2 separate regions of the Anser cygnoides genome follow, and region 2 is linked to region 1. Evidence: chromatin contacts called from public Hi-C data. All regions are on one chromosome and are shown on one strand. The core of a region is the stretch at or near the end of the contact, and the rest is flanking DNA. Distances in the headings are between cores, read along the strand shown. Region 1 holds the start of PCBD1 (pterin-4 alpha-carbinolamine dehydratase 1). Region 2 holds the start of LOC106030828 (prosaposin).

Region 1 (3,101 bases), core at 164-2,663:
TGTTCTCCTACCACAGAAATTCTCACCTTTAACAAGCTGAGGTGTCTGTCAATTGCTCTGCACTGGCAGCGTGCATTGGCAAAGTAAATAGGATCTGCTCCCAGCTGGGCTGGAACGAAAACCACAGAGGGAAAGCAGGGCACCATAAGAGGTGGGAGATTGCTTCCTCCCCTCTCCAAATCAATAGGGAGGCCAGGAGAGGCACTGCCACCTAACCAAGGTGTGCCTGAGGCCCTGACAAGTCAATATCAGAACTGTCACTGTGTTTTCTTCAGAAGACTGCAGCTAACATGACTCGGGCATAGCTATTACCTACAACATCCATATTTCCACCTGCTCCTTTGCTATAACATGGCTTCATTTACCTCCTGCTTACACCACTGTTTACAGGGGCACTTCCCTGGGGTTGTGCTAGTCCGAGTGCCAGTCCTGCAATTCAAATCAATGCCAAGAAAATATTCTGCTAGCCTTTCCCGACCCTACAAACAATCCCACCTCCTGGTTTCATTGCTGAAAACAGTATGAAACTCCTCTTGCCTTCCATATCAAAGCCTCCAGCTTCATATCTGCAGACAACTATTTTCTTCCCAGGTGCTACATTGCCTTCCAAGTCTCCTCTCCCTGGATGGAGGCAGAGGCTCTCCCAGGACAGAAAAGATTCTCATTTTTCTTTTTCATTACCACAGCAGAAGAATTTGCTTCCCTCTAACATGCCTGCTGGAGAAACAAATAGTCTCTGTGGCACTCAAGAATTCTGAAAGTGGAAAACAAGATATGCATGAGTATCTACAAGGGGCGTGTGTCACACTATATTAAAAAGTTCCCAAAATTAGTAGGCTCAAGGGTAAGGAAAGGCATCAGGGTACAGCGGGGTGCTGAATTTCTGTCCTCGCTGCTTGCTGGGCTTGCACAACATCACGTACATCAGCAAGGCACAGAACTGTCAGCACTGGAAGATTGCCCACCACGTGAGCGGGTTTAGCAGGCGACAAGCCGCAGGACGCGGGCACAAATCCGGCAGCCCTGGAGAGCAAACACACGCTGGGGAACAGCGCGCAGCATCCGTGGGAACACGGTTCCCTCAGCAACAGGAGGAAACGCCTTGAAAATGCACAGAGGCACTGTATCGCGCACAGTCCCTGCATTAACCCGGCTCATCACCATGCTGTGAAACGATCCAGGCTGTCCCCATACAACGCAGCCCTAAGCTCGTGATTGTCACTGCATGGAGCAACGAAGGGCCGGGAGGCACACGTGAGAGCATCAAATTCATCACATGTGCTGCCGGCAGCACCCAGGGGCTTGTAACTGCCCTTCTCCATCCTGCAACAGCTTAGGAAAACATCCCGATGGGAAAGGGATGGGTAGAGCAGGACGACCACCGCTCCCCATGCGGGGATTGAAGGGGCCCGTGTTCCAGCATCCCCGAGCCCAGCGGGCGGGCGACCGCTGCCGGGCGGTGTTGGGAAACGCGTGGGGCACGGGCAGCGGTCTGCCGTGGGTGGACCCGACCCCTCGCCACGCCTCCCGTGGCCCCAACCCCACTGTCGGGCTCCGGTACGGTGCGCAACGCCCAGCCTGGACCGGGACGGAGGCCGCGGACACCGGCGGGCGATGGTAAGCCGCCGGCGGGCAACGCAGCTGTTGCTTCGCTGGGGAAGGATGGGGAAGGAGGGTTTAAGGCGGCAGCTGCAGCCCTTAAGAGGCAGGAGGAGAGGAAGGAAGGAGCAGAGCTCTGTGCTGTGGTTAATGAGTAACGCGGGCAGCTCTGAATTAGCAGAGCCACAGCTTGCTGGCTCCTCCGCAGGGGGAGGGAAAGGTTTGTCAGCACAGCGAGCGTGGCCCCTGCTCAAATCCTACCTTAGGAGTGAGCCCCACTCGTGCTCCATCTGCACGGCCCATGTGGGCTCTGAGCAGGTTTTTCACAGCAGAGGGGAGGTGAGCAAGAGGCAGTGGGGGCCTCGTGGCACAACCAACTCCAGCCCTGCCCGCAGTCCCACTCATGCCAGGCTGTCCCCTTCACCTTTCTTCCCCGTAGGTGAGGAGCCACGCTTCAAAGGGAAGCTGCTGATTTGGGCAGGGAGGGTTGTTTCATCTCCAGAAAACCCTTAGGGATGGGCTCTCAGTTTCCCATGCTGGTTCCTTTGCCTTGGTTGCACAATAGTGTCCTGCAGGCAAAAAAAAATAAGAAAATCCAATGCCTTAGCAGTGGAAAGCCAGCAAAAGAAAACAAAATAATTGCGTTTCCCTAATGAAAAGCATGTGTGTTTAAAGAAATAAGTGCACATGAAAGCACGGACATGCTGTACCCACCAAAACAGCAGGCGGGCCGATGCTCTGGGGGGAGAAAGGGGGCAAGCAGCAGGGAAGGATGGGGTGGAGGGCACAGAGGGTGCTGCAGGCAGGGGGACTGCCACAAGCTGGGTTTTGCCCCGTCTGCCAGCCAGAATCCAGCCAGGCCTGCAAAAAGCCCCGGGGATAGTTCCCCCCGTGCAGTCACGATGGGTTCAGAAAGCAAGGAAGCTGCGCGTCCCCCAGGCAGCCTCATTTCTCGCTCTGCCTGGGGATCAGCACTTGGACCCCGACATTCACACCCCTCTGCTCCAGGCAAGCACCACCTCGGCCTTTAGACCGCCTTCCCTCTCCCCACCACCAGTGTGTGAGCAGCTTCCAGCCCTCGGCCCCAAAACCTGGCGCTGCCGCCGGAGTCCCCCACCCGCGGCCCCGTGCGGAGGCAGCCTCCGTCTGTCCCCACGTTATCCAGTTGCTAAGCTACCTGCGCCCAGCTTATCGCGCCATCGGTACGGAAGGGCAACGGCTGAGGGTTTATTGCTCTGAGCAGTGTTTACTCACTACCTTTCCTTGAAACCTGGCGCTCGGGAGCAGCTGACATTAAGCAGGGCCAGCCAAAGCGCTGCACAAAGCAAAGGGTGGCACTGGGCATTGGACGCCGGCAGCGAGGCCAGATCCTGCATGGGTGAGGAAGGCTCTTCCCAAATGCACACAGCCACAGGGATCGGGTCCATCCCGTGCATGCATCCAGCCCAGCCACCCCAGCAGGTGGGCACCCACACAGCCAGATGGCTTGGCACCTCCAGTAA
Region 2 (3,101 bases), core at 189-2,688, 370 kb before region 1:
GGGTGGCACCAGAGACACCCCGCCTGCTGAAATGGCTCTCCTTTTCCAAACAGTCTTATTTTACCCCCACCCCGCTTCTAAATATTCTTCTTCACAAAGCTGTTTGTGTGTGTGTGTGTTCCCAAGCTAGTAGCTGACTGTTGGCTTAGAAAGTTAAGGTGCCTTATCAACACTTTGTGCACACAAGAGATAAGAGAGGCATGCCAGGCCCTGCCTATGCAAGGTGGCTTTAGGACCAGAGTAAAGGTTGTTTGCTTGCTCCGGCCAAAATTGCTGTTCACGATGGCTTTCTGTCTGGTTGGTTCTGTCCATCGGATTTAGTTAGGAAATACCTAAGAGTCCCTGGTCCTGCTGCTTGTGGTCTTTGGAGGCTCTGGATGAAGCTGTGGGGCACTCTTGGTGTGTCTGCTCACAAAGAAGAACAGGATAACCAACAGCTGCCCACAGTGGCTTCTTAGCTTGGCTTGGGACTTTAAAAAGATCTTCATAAGAGAAGTATGTCTTCCCTTGTTTGGATATAGACATGCAAAATGAAACAAAGCAGATCCACTTCCCCCAAACCTTTAAACTGCACAGAAACCTTTACATGTTATCAACAAGTCTAGTCTTTGAGAAATGTACAGGTAGGTAGGGACCTAACGCGGTAATGCTGGGTATGCACTTGTCTGAAGGGCAGTATCTTGAAGATCTGCACACACACTTGCAATAACTGTTGATTAATTAAAATAAAAGATGTAGTTGTGATTGGCTGGTCCTATGAAGGCAGGACTTGCATGAAGCCCAGCTATGGAGTGATCTTTGTGTCCTGTAAAACACTGGGTGAGACCTGAGTTGTGGTGGCCTTGTGAGGTAAAAGGAATGTGCACCTGTCTTGGAGGAGCCATTTAAGACTGTACAATGCTCCTGCTCGCATCATCTTCAGAAAGAAACGAAGAAAAACGAACTGAAAGAGGAAGGGTGAGCCTTGCAGACTGTGAGTGCTTCAGATGTGAGGCACTGAGGCTCTGTGAGTCAAAGTGAGACTGGGGAACGTCCCTGGGAGGTAATCAGGGCTCAGTGGGACCCTTTCTCCCGCAACGGGAAGCCCCCAGCACAGGTTCAGAAAAGCATTCTGCGTTTTGTATTTTTACAATTTGTTCTTTCAGTGGGCTGCATCAGTGCAGGGGAAGGGGCTGGGATGCATCAAGCCAGCCCAGGCTTTGATAATTGTCATTAAAATTAACGTTTATTAGGGCCGTGGTGTTTATGAGGACAGGGACGTTTATTGAGACGGGGACGTTTACTGGGAACGTTTATTCGGGCCGTGACGTAGCCCCGCGGCCGCCATTTCGCGCCCCTCTCACCCCGAGCCGCACAGCGCCTGCGCGGCTCCAGCAAGGAGGAGGGAGAGAGGAGGGGAGGGGGCGCCGGGCGCGACCCTCCCCTCGCGCACGCGCAGGAGCGGGGGCGCGCACGGGGGCGGGGCGCCGAGCGCGCATGCGCGGCGCAGCCTATAAATAGGGCGCGGCGCGGCGGCGGCGCCGCATTGCAGACGGGCGCGGGACGATGGCGGCGCCGGTTCTGGGGCTGCTGGCGCTGCTGGCGGCCGGTAAGCGGCACGGGCGGACCCCGGCACCCCCGGGCCTCCCCTCGGCACCCTCGGGCCTCCCAACACCTCCAGGCTAGCCCTATCCCCCCGGCCCGGCCTCCCCTCGCCTCCCTCCCGCAGCCCCCGGGGTCCTTGCGGTGACCTCCGGCCGTGTTGGGGGCGAGGGAGGGTATAAAAGTGTTTATTTATTTTTTTTTCTAGCAGCCACGGAGCTGCCGGGCCCGGCTGCCGGGTTTAACGGTGCTGGGCCTGGGGGAGAAGCGGCCTCGGAGGAGCAGGGGTGGGGAAATGGAGGCGGGGGGAGCAGCAGGCAGGGGAGGGGGCTGTGGGGAGCCCCCTTAGCACTGCCGGGCTCAGGGGGCTCTGCATTAACAGCACCACCGTGTTATTTCATGTTTCTCCTAGCGATGATTAGGGAAAGGCACCTGCATGACCTAGAGCTCTGTAAGGGTGCTTGCTAGAAGCTGTCCTGCTTCCAGCAGCTGGCCAAGAGGCCCCATTTATCTTTGCCACTTCAGGGACGGCTCAGTGCTAATCCTCTTTGAGACACCAAGAGGTAGCCCTTTCTGTTATGTGCTTTTAACAGCCTTGTTTTGTTTGGGTTTACGGCTCCAGATGGAAAATCCCATCGCTTTGTCTCTGTACTGCGTTGTTGTTGGTTGGTGCCCATGTGAAAGTGGTGGTGGGGAAATAAGAAATGTTCCGTGTTTACCGTTAGGGCTAGAGATTAGCAAGGGCAATGTTTGCATTTTGTGTTTTGAGGAAGCTAGACAGCTGTAGAAATGATTCCTGGGCTGACTAGAGGGGTGTATCCCTTCAGGCTGTGGCACAGAGACCCCCACATTAAAGGTGCAATGATACAGCAGTGGACTGATTCACCTAGGCTTCTTATTTTGAGAATTTTCCTTTAAATAAAATGTTGTAAACATCCAGCCTATTCGTTAAACCTGCCATATTTCACCAGTCGGATAAAGAAAAGCCTGAGTAGCTGTTTGAAAGCCGTAGGTGTAACCAACTGGCAGGCTGCAGACATTGCGGAATTGTGCACTACTGTTATACTCCAGGAAGCGCGCTTCTGCTGTACCGGTATGTGGGCAGTTCGGTGGAGAAACTCTGTCTTTTCAGGCTGGAAACAAAGCAAATGCTGCCTTTCACTCTGCTTGTTTACCTGCTGGGGTAATATCATTTCTGTGTTGGCTCTATGCTAAATTATCTCCTGTGGGTCATCACTTTCCTTGGGACTGTTTTTGTGTCACTAAAATTGTAGTTTCTTGCGCTTTAAGAGCAAAAAGCATTTGTCTTGGAAGCATTCTTCCAAGTTTCCCACTAGTGTATTTAGGGAAATTGTAATGAGAAACCAGTTCAGCAATGAGAGTTAACCTGGTCTGCTTGTTAAGGGCATGTGTATGCAACTGAGCATAGCAGAAGACTCGTTGGTCCTGTTTTTCTTTAGGAAGTCACTGTTTTAACAGAAATAAACACCTGTCTCTTTTCACCAGAGTCCAGTTATGAC

What was found. A called contact is a pair of places that touch in the nucleus more often than the background predicts.
Region 2: a Hi-C map of liver shows a contact between it and region 1, with 2.4 times the contacts expected there. The contact joins the promoter of LOC106030828 here to the promoter of PCBD1 in region 1. A contact is called at or near these places in 2 of 7 Hi-C or Micro-C datasets (both in liver).

The regions. Positions count from the first base shown.
Region 1 is chr7:24,863,427-24,866,527 of Taihu_goose_T2T_genome, reverse strand. PCBD1 (pterin-4 alpha-carbinolamine dehydratase 1) reads left to right here and starts at 1,413. Exons shown (of 4, transcript XM_013172606.3): 1 at 1,413-1,617. The coding sequence starts at 1,615.
Region 2 is chr7:25,233,940-25,237,040 of Taihu_goose_T2T_genome, reverse strand. It overlaps LOC106030828 (prosaposin), which reads left to right and starts at 1,438. Exons shown (of 15, transcript XM_048069525.2): 1 at 1,438-1,588. The coding sequence starts at 1,546.